2 separate regions of the Gossypium arboreum genome follow, and region 2 is linked to region 1. The links are chromatin contacts, called in public Hi-C maps. All regions are on one chromosome and are shown on one strand. The core of a region is the stretch at or near the end of the contact, and the rest is flanking DNA. Distances in the headings are between cores, read along the strand shown. Region 1 holds the start of LOC108482333 (BRI1 kinase inhibitor 1-like). Region 2 holds the start of LOC108479788.

The links. A called contact is a pair of places that touch in the nucleus more often than the background predicts.
Region 2: a contact with region 1 is called in a Hi-C map of leaf, with 2.7 times the contacts expected there. The contact joins the promoter of LOC108479788 here to the promoter of LOC108482333 in region 1. A contact is called at or near these places in 2 of 5 Hi-C or Micro-C datasets (both in leaf).

What each region holds. Positions count from the first base shown.
Region 1 is chr1:77,433,337-77,437,433 of ASM2569848v2, forward strand. It overlaps LOC108482333 (BRI1 kinase inhibitor 1-like), which reads left to right and starts at 2,519. Exons shown (of 1, transcript XM_017785451.2): 1 at 2,519-3,669. The coding sequence starts at 2,637. The coding sequence ends at 3,470.
Region 2 is chr1:77,912,226-77,916,375 of ASM2569848v2, forward strand. LOC108479788 reads right to left here and starts at 2,688. Exons shown (of 3, transcript XM_017782576.2): 1 at 2,038-2,688; 2 at 1,372-1,719; 3 at 518-1,284. The coding sequence starts at 2,433. The coding sequence ends at 700. LOC108479787 (transcription initiation factor TFIID subunit 4b-like) reads left to right here. Exons shown (of 13, transcript XM_053029184.1): 13 at 1-28.

The DNA.
Region 1 (4,097 bases), core at 1,269-3,768:
TAATTAAAAATACATATAATCATTGCATTTAATTGTATCATTGAGGATTACTTTTTGTTATTCTTTTGCATGGTAATATATACTATAATATCGAATAAAAGTTTAAAAATAATAACTTTATACATGATTTGGTGCTTTGTGCTATTGGTCACCTTTCTCTTTTAAGTATTCTATGTGTTTTGTTTATGTGCTCAAACTGAACTGACCAACAATTCAAATGTTTCACATTAAAAATGCCGAAGCTTGCTAGCATAATCTAACTTCACCATTTTTAGTTATTATTGAAATTTTTTATTTTAATATCAAGTTTAAAATTAAGTATGAAAACCAAGATATAATAAGACCAGATTAAATGATTGATGTTTATTTTGAATTGAGAAACTCAATTTAATCTTCACATGATTAAATCCTAATATGATGATTTGATGAGAGAGAGAGGCAAAAGGAGAGGTTCCCCACACAAAAGGCCAAATAATCTTTGTTAAGTGGTGGTGGAAGGTGCAATCTTTGTTTTATGTACCCTTTTCATTTCACATTCTTGGCTTGAGAATAGAGGGGGATATTTGAGTGGCGGAAGATGAGGCAGTCCAAAAATCATGTCACCATGATTGAGATGTTGACCACAACTAAATGAACAAAATTCTTCACCTCTGTTACACGTGTGTGTGGGCTCACCCTTCTCACCTAACTCTTGAAAACTTTTGGCTTCCCTTTCTAATTCCTCTCATTCATCTTAATCCCACTTTGGTCATGCTTTACTTCAGTCATCACCTTTGGAATTTGCCTGCCTTAGCCTACTGTTGAGATCATGACTAAAGCATCAATGTAGTTGAGTCGTTCAAATATAAGAGACCTATTTTTGCATCATATCCGATCTTTAGCAATCAAATTATTTGTGGTAAAAGTATGATTTTTACATTTTGTCTCCTCTATTTAAATATAGATAAATCAATTTTGTAGGTAAGATCAAATAACAAATTGATGATTTTGTTAAAAATTAATTTATTTTTATTGTTTAAAATTAGTCTCTATATATCAACATAAGATATATATGATATGTCATTATTTTATTAGTCATATCAATTTTAGTAGTAAAAATGGATGGAACAGAAATAATCTATTTAATTTTAATCTAAAATATAAGAATTAATTTACTCAATCTTTATTATTTACATTTACACATAATTAGGTATATTTTTATGACATTATTTGCACTAATGCATAATCTCTTTTAAATTCTTCAAAACGGGGAGTGGAAGTGTTTTTTAAAATGACGGATTATGACGTGAGTCCCATCTCATTTGTTTTAATTATGCTTTCAATCCCCTTTCTCTTCCTACTTTTAAAATTTAATAACATTGTGGAATGAATTTCGTTAACTTGAATTATATGACAGTTTTAAAATGAAAGAAAAAATCACGCCACCGATATAAAATTTCATAAAATCTTACAATTCTATACAAATTAGATTTATCTTCCATGAGTATAAATTTATTTATTTGTTTGGTAAAACAGAAAATGTCATAATTGATGAAAATCAACTTAAAATATTGAAATTGGAGTGTGAATTATGACTAAATTAATTTTAAAAAATTGTAAAAATTCAAATCGTGGAAGTGGACTCCCAACTTTTTTAAAGACATTCAAATCGTGTCCTGCCCTGAAGTGAAATCCCCCTCACCTCTCAATTCTTCCAATGACATCATTCCCTCATAAAACATGACTCTTGTTCTAACTTTTTTTTTGCTTTTTTTTTAACTCAAGTCATTATGATTAGAACAAGAAAAAGAAAAGGTTTACCAAGTCTTAGTCTCATATTTCAATTTTCAATTCCAAACTTTGAAATATTGCAATTGAATTCAATGCACATTTTGTGCCTATGCGAACATGACTCACTTTTTTTTTGTGAAAAAAATAACAAGACAGAGATAAATTACAGTGAAGTTCTGATAGATATAAAAATCCTCTCTTTATCTGCCTCAAGATAAATTAGCATTTCATCTAGAGGAGAGTCAATCGGGTGGAGATCCCCCCCTCTTCCAAGAGCCATTTTAGCAAGATAGTCTGCACTTTTATTCTCTTCCTTGAGAATATGACTCACTTTCTATGCTAGAATAACTCGATTTTATATTTATATATCCCAAAAATAAATATTTTCTATTTCGTCATTCCAATCCATCCACCTGCTCTGGCCAAATTTGGATGTTTATCATCTAAAATTTTCTTCCATTTTAAAATTAACATTTTTCGTATTCTATAATCACATTAAATCTAGATTAAATTTAGTGTTAAACCCAACATTTTTCCATCATCAAAAACTTAAATTCGATGTCTTACTTAAAAAGTACATTCAAACATTGTATATGTATACCGCACCCAACCATTTTACTCCAACCCACCAACTCTTTTTGTGACGCAAAACAAAATACATTGCTAAATGCAGTAAAAAGAAAAAAGAGAAAAAGAAATCTAAGCAATGCCCAATTATGAGTTGCCACCGCACCCTTTTCTCTCATTTAGTAGACTTGATACAAAGGAGGTTGAATATGACACATTAAACCCAAACTCTTTATCCCCTTATCTCCATAAACATACTTGGGAGAAATTTGATTTCAGGGTAGCTTTATTTTTCAATCATGGATGCTTATCAGCAACCTGAAGAAAGAAAAGTAAAGGAGGAAATAAGAGAAGGGTCATCCATATTATCCTCCCCTGTTTCAACACCTTCAACCTCTCCTTCTCATGAATTCTCCTTCACAGTCTCTCTCCATTCTTCCTCCAATTATAAAACCAAGACCCCATCTTCAATCGCCGTCGATTTGTCTCCGGCTGATGACCTTTTCTTTCATGGCCATTTGCTCCCTCTTCATCTCCTTTCTCACTTCCCTGTCTCCCCACGTTCATCCACCAATTCATTGGACGGTTTCAACGTTCCACCAAAAGAGTTGGTTGATGATCCAAAACCCGTAAAACCCACCAGCAAAAGCGATAGCAATATCAGTCATCATCATCATCAACGCCATACCGTTGAAGAAGCAAAAGTGAAGAACAAGTCAAAGTCTTTCTCTTTGTTTAGTTTACCAAGGCGGCAAAGAGGGGTTAGAGAAAAAGAAGATAAAGAGAAACATGGCAAGAAAAAGATGAGATTGGATTTGAGTAATGCGTTAAAGAGGTACATGAGGATGATTCGGCCATTGTTGTTCTTCATAGGAAAGAGAGAGAAGAAACTCCATCACCATACACAAGCTTACTCATTTTCAGGTAATTTGAGTTTGAGAAACAAAAAATCAGAGTTGAGAGGAAGGAAAAGAGACTATTATTCAGCTCCTGCTTCAATGAGGACATCTCCTACAAATAGTGGTCTTCTTGTTGCAACCACGGGGTCAACTAGTGATAGCACCATGGAAGAGTTGCAGGCTGCAATTCAATCTGCAATTGCTCATTGCAAGAACTCCTTTAAAGGGGGATGATAAAACTTAAATGCTAGGCCTAGTTTTCAGTTTTTTCCCCTTTTTAATCAACTTCTTCTCCAAGTTATATCAATTATTGCCTTTTTCTTTTTCTTTTTCATGTATAAATGGTACATAAAAACGAGTATGAAATTAGTTTAAAAGAACTGAAGATGGCTTCAACATATTTCATCTTTAAAATGAAAAACTTTTGTTCACATGATTCATTAGTTGCATAAAATTATAATAATGAAAGTTGTTTAATTTCAGTATGTTAAATATGAGATTACATTTATGTTTTACATCCCAGCATTCCATGCAATGTGGCTTCTTTTCTTGAAGTAAATAAACTTGTTTATATCGGTTTGATTATACAAAATTCAATGAGAAAATTAACAGTTGCAGAAGGTACAAAATCTAATGAAAATGAAACAGATAAGAGCAACTGATTGTGTGTGGTAAACTTTCTCATCAATTATAGGCAAGGGAAGGGAGAAAGGACATGAGATTGTTGTGATCATATGATATGTCTATTTGATTAGGCCGACAGCAAAATCCCGCATCTGCAATAACCATGAAAAATAACAGTGTTGGAGAAAATTTCATGGAAAATTTCCCATTTCACCATCAAAATCCTCTATTTTTTTC
Region 2 (4,150 bases), core at 1,438-3,937, 480 kb after region 1:
TGGAAACAAGTCCCATTATGTTTGATCATATCGATTGGTAGTTAGCAGGTTATGTGCTCAGGACTCCTCTCCTTGCAACCAGGGGAGGATGGTTTCTGTTGTGTCCTCTCTATTTGCTTTGTTTCTTTCAATAGGGTCAAGTAGGAAATCTGGGCGCAACCAAGGTGTCTCAACCCATACTAGAGTGGCTCGTAGTATTTCTGTTAAGGACGTGATTGCAGTTCTGGAAAGAGAACCCCAAATGTCTAAGTCTACACTTATCTATCGCCTGTATGAAAAAACCCGTTCCGAGGCAGCAGCTGAGTGATTATGATACACCTTTATACTATGGTATGATTTTTCAATGTTTTGCACAAGCAATCTGATTACGGAGTGTGGAAGTTGAGACGTCCATGGCTTGATCTTCAGCTTAATTTTATAAAATCTCAGGAGAAACCCGGACAACTGTAATTTCTAGGTGAAATAGGATTAGAAAATTAAAGATATTTTCATCCTAGGAAATATGAAAATCAATGTGTATTTACAAATTGAAAGCGACATTATCCAATAACAAAAAAATCTTACAGACAAGTACAATTTCGACTTTAGCTTGTAGTTAGTTAGTCAAGTAAAAGTGTTACATGTAGTCAAAGTTGTATGGAAATTTGCCAAAAAGCCCTCTTCTTTTAAAAAAATTTCATCCTCCCAGATAAAATGGTTTCATGAGCTTTTATCTAGTTTACCAACTTTGGATCGGTATGGAGCAGTAGCCAAACTAGTTTTTAGGGTTGGACCCTGAGAGAATTCACAGGCTTCATCCATTGAAGCCAATCTTATTTCATCAGGAGGTATGAAGCAGTCCGCTGACAGACCTGGAACATTGAATGCCACTTCTTTGATTGCCCACGCTTCTTCCATCCTGGTCCGAGTGTGGCTCATTGCAGTATCTCCAAACCGGAAAAGGGTCACCACGGAGCGTCCCGAGTGAGCAACCATTATTCCTTCAACAAGTCTGTAATCCTCGAGAGATGAATCGATTGTAGTCTCCCAGTACACAGCATCTCCCCCGTTGTTTTGAATTCGGGTTAAATGTGAGTCTTCCAAGTGCACAAGAAGGCCTGTTTTCTGGCTGAAGTAGCCGAATAAAACATGTCTAACGATCTCAGCAGGTCCTTCGCTCCTGGCCTTCAATGTTGCGGGATCGGCACAAAGCTTGAGTATAAAACAATCCTCCCCATTGATCTGCTTCTCACCACTACATCTCGCATTTGTAAACATGCTTGCTGTTGTTCTCGGATCAAGACCCTGCACAAGAATACCAGTTTTGGTACCATAGCCAGAAATAAATTTACAAGGAACAAACAGTAAAGAAGCGAAGAGGTGGAGGTTAACCTGGAGTGCACGGCGAAGGGGGCGAACAGGGCCTCTAGTAGCATGTGCACCAAGCCAAGGAGTATGCCTCCACACAAGCTTCCCATTGCAGCCAGCATGAACCTTGCTAGCACCAAGTGCGAGCTCCACGTACCACATGTCGGGATTCATTTGCCACAACACAAACCCACCAGATTCGGCAACTTTGGTAGAATTCCGATTCTTGGTGACCTTGTTAGCCGTCTGGAACTCGGAAGCTATCATTCTAACCCTACCCATTGCATAAGCATTGTGGATGGAGTTCTGAAGCTTTTGCCCACCTGAAGCAGCAGTATACTGCTGTAATATGTATTGAGCAGATGATGATTCCTGAAAATATTTACAACACATTAGAGTCAGAGATTGTTCCTTCCATGAGCCCCCAAACCAGTAGTGCTAATCAAATTCTTCTTCCATTTAGGTTTATTTCTCCCAAAACAAGTAGATCCAGATTGAAAAAAACAACTCTTATCTGTCTATTAAGCAACCCTACTATAATCCATCAAAATCCCATAGTCATCAAGTGAAAGGAAAAGCCAAACCCAACATCAAAAATCTCAGCACAAGACTTATTCTCTGAACAAAAATAAAAAATGCAGCATCAGGGAAGAAAGAAAGAGAGAAGAAAGGGTGTGGTTGGGGGCTCACAATTGGGGTGTCTTTAATGGTGATGTGAGAGAAAGAGTCCAAAGCGCTAACGTGCACTGGCGCGAGCGGTGCACCCAAGACTCCAAGCAACAACCTCAGATCGGAGCGTTCACAGGTTGAGGTAGAAACGGAAGGGCCTCCTCGTGCCAGCTGACCTTTTATCCACTGAGCCCACCTACCTTCCATCCTGGAATTTTCAGCGTCCGTTCCATCAGGATCAGGACCTTCTTTCAACGGCGACAAAGCTTCGGCCGGCCTGAGGCCCCCAGACCTAAAGAAAAAGGGCTCGGGATGGTGGCTGTAATTCTTCCTCCGACGGCGCAGTAAGTTGGACATTGGTGATGCAGTCCTGGCGGGACTTTTAGCCCGCGAACGACTCTCCTGCTTTCTTTCCATTTCAACAGAAAACCCACAAGCCTTCTCCCTTTTCTGCTCTTAAGAGACACTCAGAAAGTGTAAAAGAGAAGAAACAGACACAATGGTACACTGAGAAAAGTAGCTGATACTGAAGAAGAAGGAGAGGAAGAAGAAGAAAAACAAATAGTTTCTAGAAAAACAGAAAATGAGGGAATAAGAAGGGAAATTAATTAATTTGATTAGGACAAATATAGTTTCGCTGATTAAGATACTGTATCCCGCTTAGGTAAGGTTGGTACCAATATAGGTATAATTTGGTATCTTGTTTCAATTTTATACGTAGCTCAGATTATTATTTCATACACGTAACTTTTATTATTATAAATAAAATTTAAATATAAATATGTTCATTAATATACATCACAAATCTAATTCTTACATTGTTTTTATATTAAAATTAGATTACATTTTATTCCTTATACTTCAAAAAATAGACAAATTAATTCTTTTATGTTAGAGTAAATTAGTCCTTTTAATTAAATTTTAATAATTTGTACTATTAAAATTGATGTGGTGTTTGAAATAACAAATAATAACATATGATGTGTCACATATATTTCGTGCTAACCTACAAGAACCACTTTTTAACAAAAAATGGATAATTTTTTCATAAGATTAATTTGCTCTTTAATCTAACGTACAATGATCATTTTACTTATTTTTAAATAAAAAGACAAAATATAATATGATTCTTAATGTAAAGATGATACTTTTATTAATTCCTTTTCACTTATTAAAACGCAATAAATTATTAGTTTTTCTAATAGCATATATTACAATTAAATTTAATTAACAATTTAAGTTGATGGAATTGAATCAGCCTAAATTTAATTAAAATAATATATTTTTAACTTTACTTAAATTTATTTATTTTTATTGATTAATACGGAACATGCGAATAACAAATATAAACGAAAATTTGCATCAAAATAAAAAGTTTAATTTAGGGTTTGTTTGGACAACATGAATAATTGAATAGAAGTGTAATTACATTCTTTTATAATTATAAAGAATTGTAAGTCCTTAGACATGTTTGGTGACAAGATGTAATTACATTATAATTCTCTACATCATGTTTTATATTATAAATTATAATTACATAGTTACATAATTTATATTTTAAAAATATTAATTACTATACAAAAATTATTAGTATGATAAATATTATATTTAATCAAGTAACAAAAAGTAAAATTAAATCTTCATATTTATTATGTTAGTATAAAAAATAGTTGATAATACGATTATTAATAAAACTAATAAAAAGTAAACATTATATGCACATTTATCTAACTGTTTTAGTGTAGATTTGTTAGGTTATGCCATCTTTAATATTTAACATATGCTCATTATCCTCATTTGTTAGTTCTTGACTAAGTTCATCATCATCTGAATTTGGATTTGCATCATTAGGATTATTAAAATCTCCTTTCATATATTCTTTGAAGTATGAATAATCTCAATTCACCAATAGTTAAAGTTATGAAATATGAAACATGTTAGTACAATCCAACATTATATTTTTATGTTATATTAAGGTGATGTTAATATGGGGAAAAAAATTAGAAGAACAGATATCTTCTCAACCATCTTAAAACCTTAAATGTCTCAAATTAAAAAGTGCAGAAGTTGCTTATGATGCAGGTGTCTGACACCATTTTCTAAAATAGTATCATACCTCGTAATATGGTGTAAA